Regions from separate parts of the Danio rerio genome. Here region 1 is linked to region 2. A link is a contact called in public Micro-C data. All regions are on one chromosome and are shown on one strand. The core of a region is the stretch at or near the end of the contact, and the rest is flanking DNA. Distances in the headings are between cores, read along the strand shown. Region 1 overlaps timm50 (translocase of inner mitochondrial membrane 50 homolog (S. cerevisiae)). Region 2 holds the start of dlc (deltaC).

Region 1 (5,410 bases), core at 599-3,098, 36 kb after region 2:
CAGTAAATGTATAGAATAGTATATACTATACTATGTATATAGAATTAGGGCTTTGCGATACAGGCAAAAGGAACTCATCACGATTTTCTTGAACAATATTGCTATTTCAATTCTAATCACGATTTTGACACACAAAGACGTTTTACAGTGTGAAACTGAAACGTATTTTCAACTAAAAATAATTAAATCTTTAATCGCTGATTTAATCGCGTATTAATAAAGAGACTAAGCTGAAAAGAAAATTAATGTAACATAGGGCTGGGCAATTAGGCCTAATATCAAAATCTCAATTAATTGAACATTTTAACTCTATTACGATCAGTGAGAGATTATTTTATGTATTTATTTTATGTTTTTGCCCTTAAAGTAATTGTACGGTAACACATATCACAAGTGAGAGATTTTTGAATGTAGGGTGCATTACTTGATTTTAAAATAATTAAAAGTAAACACACACTATCTACTATCTATCGTTATTTATTGAACATCAACGCTGAACAAATAAATTAAACCACACATTGCCTAAAACTCGGCTCTCTGCGCCACCCTGCTACCAAACAGACCAATCACAAAGCTTGCGCTAGGCGTCGGTGCGAGATGTAATTACATTTTTTTTCTTGAGAAGGCGAAGGCTGCGCAGGACTGCACACCTGCCTTTGGCAGAAGTATAATATCATAATATTATAAGTATAAATCATAATAGAAGTATAATTTAGTCTTAACAGAGCAGGGTCACGTGACTTCACAAACGGTTTGGGAAAGTAATTGATAAAATTTTCCTGGAAAAATTAGATCGACTAGAGGTTTTAAATGCTGATTTCGATTAAGTCGCCCAGCCCTACTGTAACATGTCTCTAAAACAGACAAAAGGGAAAAAAATGAAAGAAATCTAATAAAAGTGTAACAATTTGTCTCTAGAACAGGCCTATGACAAAACAAATAAATTAAGTAGTGTGTGTGTGCCGTCAAACTTAAGTAAGGCTCTGAGGTCCTGCTTGAGCAAATATTAGTAGTAGTTGCGTCTACTTTTAACATGTCCACACTCTACAAATATTTTTGCCATGCATAGATCATAAAAAATTGTGCTGTAAGGCTATTTGGAATTCACACATTTAAATCATGATTTCGATATGATTTTAATTAAATCGCACAACCCTACATAGAGTATACTATATAAAGAGAGAAAAATAAGTATATTACCATTCAGATATTTGACATATTTAACATGCAAGTGACATTAAAAGTAATAAATAAATAGTAAAAATTAGCCCAAGGCATTCGAAAAATGTGGAAAAAATATTAAAAAGCCTTTATTGACACGACTATTCCTAAAACAGGCACAGTTATAAGAAATAGCCATGTCAAGAAAGGCTTTTTAATATTTTTTCCACATTTTTCGAGTGCCTTGAACTGGTTTTTGCTGTTTATTTTGATGAACCCCTTACCTACAGAGCAACAACACATTATTTAAGCTGCCCCTGAGCACTTTTTGTTTGCTTTTGTGTATTTTTTAGTCACTTTCACTGTAATTTTTCCTCCTAGTCAACAGATAAAAACATCCAAACAGACAAAAATAAACAAATATCCAACCAAAATCTATTAGACAAACTTATTTTCAGTTATTTTTCTAGGTTTAAAAGCCTCAAGATAATTTTCCTTAAAAGTTTGAATCAGTAGCATTTTCCAATGCAGTATAATAATGGAAATAAACTAAAAATGTATACTTTTTAGTTTTCACACCAGAGCATGTTAAACAGCTTTCTAATTTTATTTCCTGATCACTATGTAGCTGTAAGTTGTTATGAAATCTTTGTCCGTTTAAGCTCAAGCAAAACAATTCCTCCTCCACATACATCTCAATCAACACTCTACAAGACTACACATGTCATTTTAGATAACAGACCCAGGTGATGGTGAATCTGTCATTAAATTCCAAACATTATACAAATAAAACCGAGCAAGCAGTTTCCAAGGTTTCAAACAAACACACTGGGAAGATTTATTTTTTTAGTCTCTGCAGTCGCATAACAAACATAACTTCATGTGAAAGAGACTGGCCAGTTGCCATCTTGTGCAAATTGAGTGATGCAGCTCCTAATAATGAGGCGGACTAACGCGGGAGGCACATGTACGCGTCCTGCATTGAATGCCGTCACTTGGCAAGGCAGAAAAGGTTTTTTTTTTTTAAAGAAGTGTGCCTTGTCCCGTCTCCCAGAGGACGCTGCTTATCAAGGGTCCACTCTTCATCACGCTGGCCTTCTGCTGTGTTAGGGAGGGTGAATCTGGGCCCAGGAGGCCGAAAACCTGCTTCTCCACTCCCATGAGGGAGTAGGCGTTTCACCTCGGTCCCTAAAGTAATCATAGCCCTTCGTTATGGCATTAAAAGCTATAAGAGCATTAGTGTTGGACAGCAGTGCTCCAGGCTCGGAGGTAATAAATCGAGGTGGTGTGGGAAGAGAAGGACACTACAGGGAACGTGTAGAATTAATTACGTAATTATGATGAGACCAAGCGATCGCGTGGAGGATGCGAAAGCTGCCTGCTATCTCAATCAACATCAGCGGGAAAATGAAAATAGCAGGTGGTCTGCTTTAATGTAGCGTCTACCTTCACTCTATTAATGCTGATGCCTGCTCTGAAGATAAAGTATCTATGGTTGATGGCGTTATAAATTTGTTCGGAGAAGAACAAACAGATGAAGTTAGCATAAACCAGCTTTCAGTGAGTATTTTTACATGGACACCAATAATCTGATTTTAATATGATTAAGACAATACTCGGATTAAGAATCTACCATTTAAACAGCGATTTTTTATTAATATTATTCGATTAAAATCATAATCCAACTAAAGAAAAATCAGGTTAAGACATGTGGAGTATGCCAATTTAAGTCGCATTATTGAAGTGCAGTACAGACATGTAAACACCGCTGTCATGTAGGATTTTCGCTGCATTTTGTGACAGGATATACACACACGGTTGTTTGATACTATTCTCTGCACCTACAGGTCAGTGAAGGACCAAAGACACCTGCATCGAGAAATGCAGATTTTTACTCCCCAAACGACGTGCAATATCAAATTTTATTAAATTCACTCTTCCAGCGTTCATACTCGCATCCAATATCTCGTTTGTCATGGGGGCATGCATAAAATGTTCCTGAATGAAAGTGAAAGTGGCAAACTGCAGTTAAAGCAACAAATAAGAATTAAACACGCAAAATTACATAAAACTCCAGAGAAAACGTGGATGGCATGCTGATGCAGTGACGTTAATCGAATTATGTGCTATGACATACAAAACGGGATCATGAAACGAAATTTCAAAAAGCAACTCATGTAAACATTACCATAATATTGTCTTATTCAAATCAGGCAAATAATTTGATTACTGATGTCCATGTAAACACAGTCACTGACAGGAAGGCAATTTTAAAGGAACATCACACCCACAGGAGAAAAAATAAAATAAAATAAAATTCAATCATCATTTTCTCATCCTCATACAGTACCAAACTTTTATGAGTTTCCTTTTGTGAAGCTTAAAGTAAATTTTACAAATAACTGGTCCAATAATACTTTTTATACAAAATCTTTCTAGAAACTTTATACAAAACCTTTAATACAAAATTTTTTAGATAAAATCTGTAAGGATGAATTCAATTAATAAAATATGCAAATCAAAGATTTGTAATGTATATTGCATAAGGTTTAATGTCAAATATTTTTAAACTGTAACATGCAGCTAGACGGGTTGTAAGATATTTCCTATTTCCAGTGCTTAATTTGTGAATTGCGAGGGGTGGGGTCGACGGATGGCATAATGACAAAAGTGAAGAACGCAGGGTTGTCGCGTATGAAGGTGAAGAAGATTGAAGAGTCACGGAAGAAAGTGAAAGTGAACAGCGAATGGGGGAGAAGAGCGGTTAAGGAGGGGGATTGGTAAAATGAGGTGCAGTACTAGTTTTCATAGGTGCCACATCCCGCGTGTCCTGGCACAAATTAAGCCCTGCCTATTTCCATATTCATTAGGGTTATAAATAGAGTTTATAATATTTATTTATTACAGAATAAGATATAAATATTTTTTAGGTAGTTAAGTACAATAAATGTATTTATTAGATTGCTGCTTTAAAAAAAAAAGCATTTATACTATGAAGACCATTGATAAAGACACTGTTTTTTTTTTTTTTGTTGATTCATAAAAAAAAAAGAATGAATAATTAATGAGAGCCAGGAAAATGCATGTGGATTAAACAAAGTTAACACCCGCAAATATGTGTTTCAGGTATTTTGAAGCCAAACAATTGTTCTGTGCAATACATTGTACATTATTAAAAATAAAAATGGTCATTATGCTTCATGAGACCTCAATACATTGTCAGGAGCTACGATATTATTTTGTTTTGCCTGTATATGTTTTTCCACATTAATTCAACAGTTTCCAAACTTCAAAGGGACATAAATGGATGTCAAATGTAAAATATATCTGTTATAACGGCCAGAATGTTCTTTAAAAATGTTTTATGTTGTAACAAAAGTCACACACGTTAGAAATGACACATGGTTATAACATTACATGGTGACTGAATTTCTATTTTTGTGTGAACAGTTACCTTAAAACAGACAAAAAGAAGAAGCACAAGCCTCATAATTTAAAAACACACAATTAAGAGTCAATGCTGCATGAAAACGGGCAACAAAACAAATGCCAACGTGAATTGGCACATGTGACATGGCACTGGTATAGGGCCAATCCGTGTAATTGAGAGATTGATGCATACAGGGGTCAAGAGCTGGGGTTCAGCCCCCTGGAACATTTGGCTGTGAAGTGTGGTGACACCCGCTGGCACTGAGTAAATGTGCTGTGTGGCACCAGAAATCCATCATGTGCCCTGCTAACCTGACAGGTGAACAAACACACACAACAAACAGGCCAGAAGGGTCCTCATCTGCTGTGAAGGGGATAAATAATGCTCTGCATTTAAATGCACAGGGAATACCAGCATTTCACGCTTGTAGACTGAACGGCTGCACATAATTGAGATCTTGCTGTCATGCTAACTTCCATCTAAGCACTGGAGATATATAGATAGACACATTCAATGTTTTTAAAAAGACTGAACTGTTAAATCAGTAAGGTGAACATCTGCAAGGTTTCTTGACGTAGGGTTAATTTCAAAACAGGCCAAATCCAATGGATTTCTAAAACTATCTTAAAGAAATAGTTCTTATATAGTAAATAAACTATTCTGTCATCATTTACTCGCCCTTGAGTTGTTCCAAACCAGTTTTTTTTTCTCCTGTTGAACAAAAAAAGATATTTTTTAAAATGTTGGCAACTGATAACCATTGACCTCCATGGTATTTGCTTTTCCTACTATGGATGTCAATAATTACAAGTTTTCAAC
Region 2 (4,960 bases), core at 1,544-4,043:
GGGCACTGGCAGACAGGCCCAGAGAAGTGAGTGTAGCAGGTTCCTCCGTTCTGGCAGGGCATGAAACTGCAGGCGTCAGAGCGAACCCTACAGTCCTTGCCTGAGAAACCAAGCGTGCATGTGCAGGTGTACCCGTTGATACCATCCACGCAGGTGCCTGCATTTTGACAGGGGTTGCTTGAGCAGTCGTCAATGTTTGTTTCACAACGTGAGCCTGTGAACCCGGGCCGGCAACGGCACGTCGCTTTGTTGCCCAAATCGAGACACTGGCCACCTTTAAAAAAAATGCAGGGTGTTAACGTAATAAGCCTAAAATTTTGGAAAGTGAAATTGAATAATTAGGACAAAGGAGTAAACCAGGGCAAGCAACCCTTGGGAAAGCAATTGTGCATGTTTTAGACTAATAAAGGTCTATTGCTTTATGACAGCTCTATCTCACCATATCAGTGTAAGAGTCTCACTGGCGTCTGTTCTATCATGCATGAGTAGTATGTCACGCACAGTTGACGAATCCCAAAACAAAAAAAGCTGAAGGATCAGCATGTTTCAAGAGGTGTAGATGGCTGGAATGAATTGCATTTAGGACTGAAGATAAGTGCAAAATATTCTCACCGTTAGCACAGGGGTCACTGCTGCACCGGTCGATTTTCTTCTCACAGTTGGAGCCCATGTATCCAGGAGGGCAGCGGCAGGAATAGCTACCGGATCCCTTCTCCATGCAGGTTCCACCATTGAAGCAGGGTCCATCGGCACAGGTCATGGCGCTGACCTCGCAGTTCTTGCCATAGAAGCCTTGCGGGCATGTACAAGTGTAATCATTCTCCTGGTCCTGGGAAGAAAAAGAAATAACCATTAGCAATCCAGCTTCTACGATGACAAGAAAAAACAAGACTTGACAGAAGTGCCATAACTGGCTGCTTACATTGCAACTGCCTCCATTCTTGCAGGGGTTGCTGTCACACTCATTGGTTTCGATCTCACAGTTTTTGCCACTGAAGCCAGGCTTGCAAATGCAGGTGTAGCTGCCCTGGCCGGTGTTGGTACACGTGGCGTCATTTCTACAGGGCTTGTGATTAGTGCAAAAGTTCAGATCCTCATTGCAAAATAGACCGCCCCAACCTTCTTTGCAAGTGCACTGAAAAGGCTGGTTGCAGGTGCCATGCAAGCACCCTGGGTGCCGCGTGCACTCATCACAGAGGGGGCCTTCCCATCCAATCCGGCACTTGCACTCACCGGGGGCCTCACAATAACCGTTCTCCTCACTACAGCCAGACAAGCAGATGGCTGTTTAGAAAGGATAGGGAGAGAAAGGGGGACATTAGAATGACTGGGCATCATAAAACCACCCCCCCTCCTGGAGGCTCAGGCACATCAAGTATTTGTTAAGTACTGAACCAAGCAGCTGGGACGCACACAAAAGAAACACATGCCGTCTTCTTCACGGAAGGCAGAGCATATTAGGTTTCAGCGCGTGTGCTTGTTAAATTGTGCTCTTTGCTTCTATTGTTACAGTGAACAAAAGCAAACTTGGACGTTTGAAGAAGCCGTTGAACTTGCCCGCGTTATTTTCGCTGATTTCCTTTTGCTCTCCCCCAAAAAACAATGTACTATGGCTATTCATAAACACTTACGTTCGGTGCAATAATCGCCTTTCCATCCAGGAAGGCAAATTCTGTTGCCAGCGGCGTCACAGTTGAAGTGGCCGAAGGTATCATTCCGTGGGCGGCAGAAATCCGAGCATTCCTCGCCGTGGTAGAATTCATCGCACACGACACGATAAGAAAAGCGCAGTTGGCTTTGCTCACCGAGATGCACGTCCTGAGACCAGTCCTCACCGATAGCGAGTCTTCTTTTGGTGGCCAAACGGCTTATCATGTTGTTGTTATTCTCTGAAATTAATTAAATGAGTTGTTTGTTAAAAAATAGGAGGGGGCGACCGCATACATATTTTGTTTATTTCTAAAACTACGCAGGTGAGGCAAAAAAAGTGGACGCGTATAGGCTACCTGTTGACTGGTCAGAGGTTTCTGCGTTCCAGGTTTCGATTATCAAAGAGACGATTCCCTGTAATCACAGCACACTTTGTTAAGTAATACACGAATACATCTATATGCCACATACATAAGAGCTGACAACGAATCGTACGTATAAGATTTATTACTACTTACCGGCCACTTGAAATTAAAAGGCACGCTTATATACGCACTGCTGGAGATGGAGTCCGCGCTCAGTATTTCTGACATTCCGGTGCCGTAGGTGCACGGCGGCTCAGGTAATATGAGTGCTTGCGAGTGCTTCAGGCAAACACGGAAAAAGATCTGGCAGTCGCTGGACCCTTTACACACACTGCTCGTGCTTGTGAAAGACAGAACTTTCAACTCAAACACACCGGATGATTTCCCCTATGAGAATTAAAACAGGATTAATTGTAGCACTCTTTGTAGCCTATACGTTGTCAGAGAACAGCTGACTATCAAATAATAATTCTGAATACTCACCAGATGCGATGATATCAAAATAAAAAAACACGTTAATAAAACACGAGCCATCTTTGCCTTCTTGTCTGCTACTGAACGATAGCAGACTGTGAGAGTAGTCCGATATGAATGTTTGTAGTATTATCCACGATTTAAAGGGAAAAAGTAGTTGTAAAAATGCGTAAAGTTAAAAAGTTAAACGAATGAACATTTCTTATAAAAAAGTATCTCAATGTCGCATGTGTTTGGAGCCTACAAAGCAAATAAAAACAGATTTCTAGCTCCAGGGGACTTTGGACCCTTCAGTTACGTTTCTTATGGAGTGAAGGCTGCGCTTGGCTTTTGTAGCGACCGGTAGGAGGCGTGGCCAATGCAAATGAAGTCATAAATGTTCTTTCATTAAATTATTTGATTAGCAACTATACGTCATGACGCTTTACGTTCATTTTATAGTAAAACTGATATTACATGAACGCTGAAACAATTTGTAAGCCTAAAAACTTTTTGGAAACCCACGCTAACCACAACCAGATATCAAATTAGGCCTATCTCATGCTGGTTTATAAATTATAACAAAAGCCAAATCACAATTTACATATTGTTTTCCTGGACATTATAGGAATACATTCTGAACTTTAAAAAAACTAAAAACATATTAATGAGGTTATTAAACTGTTCCGCCCTGTATTATGTGAAAAAAATAATAATTTAATTTGGACTACCGGTCCATTGTATTTTTAACAATGTCGCGTGCCAAGCAATTCTCTAAAAGTTTGTTTTTGTCTTAAGAATATTCGTCTGCGATCGCGGAGGGGCTTTGGGTGGAGGGGATTGGCACATCCCTTTTAATTCAGTTCTAAAATCTGTAATTGTTCTGACGCGTGTGAGTCGTTAAACCGGCAAGCGCTTTTTTGTGCGCTGGAAAGATCCGGAGGGCTCTTTTGTTATCTTGGGTTTGGATTGTAGGTCTTTGGTAAAGAGGGCGAAATGGTGGGGGTTGCATAGAACATTTAAGATTGCAGATAATTGCTTTCTGGAGTAAGAGTGTGTGTACGTGTGCTGGGAGGGGGCTTTCAATACAGCTGTATGATAATCTGCGCGCACCTGCGCACTGTGTTTGCGCTTCGCAATCTTGGTTTGTGTATTACACACACCGCGTTATCACCACACCTTGCATGCTTTCTAGCCTCTGATGCATTCATTTTAATAAAGTCTATATATTAAAAAAAAAAACGTAGGCTATTCAATCCGTAGCTTGTATGCATGAAATCAAAGTTTGCATGCATCTGAAATGTTACTCAGATGTGCTGAAATAAATAAAATTAAAATAACAAACAATAAATTACTTTGCGAGTTAATTTTTTACGTCAGAGTATTAAATGAATATTCTGTCGCTGTGTTTTGGGTCATGTTGAGGGATAAACATAGGAGACACGCGCTAACAATGCGCGGCGTTCCAAACTGTTGCTCGTGCTTTAGTGATTTTCTATTGTGATTCTAATGAGAGCAGCGCGTGCCTCCGCTGGCCCCATCTTTACCCCAGGCACGCTTTGCCCACTGGACGGCACCATATGATTAGGGGGGTTAAGAAGGTCCGCTATTGTTAATTTATTGTCGGACAATTATCAAGACCGTCTGGTTTCTTGGCTTTTGATAAACACAAGGGTGAACACGTAAACAAAACTTATTATCTGTGTAAACAAGAAAAGGCGAGTAAATGAAGGGACTCTACGAATTATGTCGTTCATTTGAATACCATCATGATTAACAGTGTTGATATAACAACATACTTTAGCATTTAAGAGTTATTATCTGTATAAAAGGCAAGTATAGTAAATAACTGTTTAGCAAAACATGGGGTAACACTTTATTTTCATGGTCCAATACTGTCTGCTTAATATCTGTTACTGCTCCTTTAACAGACATTTAACTGACTATAAGAAACCTTGCAAGTACATGCCAACTTACACTAACCCTAACCCCAACTTAACAGTCTACTTAATCTAATGATGCAATGTAACAAATTCAACGGACCATCTAAATAAAGTGTGACCAAACAGGGTGCTTTTTTTTAACATAGCTCAAAGTAAAGTCTTTAAAATATAGGTTCTTTACTGCCACATATGGTTCCACATAAGTTCCACAGGTTCTTTAAATTATTGAAATTTATGAAAAATCTTTGAAGAACTATTCACTGAAAGGTTGGGCAACCAAAAGTTTTCTGGCATCACGTGAAACCCCTTTTGTTCTTACTGGGACCTTTATTTTAAGGAGTGTGTGCTAGTAAATTACTAAATAATCTTATTAAAACATCATACAAGAACTAAGATATTTTGATGACAAAGATGAAAGGACGCCGTGCAATTACTTATTCAAAACGACATTATAGTAGCAAGAAACACTTAAGAAAAAAATAAGTGGTTACATAATACTTTAATAGAAATAAATGATAGCTAAATCAAAATATGGAAAAAGTGTTTAAC

The links. Hi-C and Micro-C count contacts between places; a contact is called where the count stands out from the background.
Region 1: a Micro-C map of caudal fin shows a contact between it and region 2, with 3 times the contacts expected there. The contact joins the enhancer-like site here to the promoter of dlc in region 2. A contact is called at or near these places in 1 of 18 Hi-C or Micro-C datasets (caudal fin) and 1 of 4 datasets of contacts at active chromatin or transcription factors (gastrula embryo).

The regions. Positions count from the first base shown.
Region 1 is chr15:22,996,758-23,002,167 of GRCz12tu, forward strand. All of the region lies in intron 4 of timm50 (translocase of inner mitochondrial membrane 50 homolog (S. cerevisiae)), which reads right to left. Among named protein-coding and RNA genes, the nearest start is that of timm50, 23 kb to the right of the region's middle. Within about 2 kb of position 1,849, at least 2 of the 62 cell types and tissues checked have an H3K27ac peak or open chromatin away from gene starts, as enhancers often do. A contact at or near this core is called in caudal fin, where this site is marked.
Region 2 is chr15:22,959,335-22,964,294 of GRCz12tu, forward strand. dlc (deltaC) reads right to left here and starts at 2,794. Exons shown (of 9, transcript NM_130944.1): 1 at 2,499-2,794; 2 at 2,169-2,402; 3 at 2,007-2,064; 4 at 1,632-1,889; 5 at 923-1,284; 6 at 613-829; 7 at 1-274. The coding sequence starts at 2,549.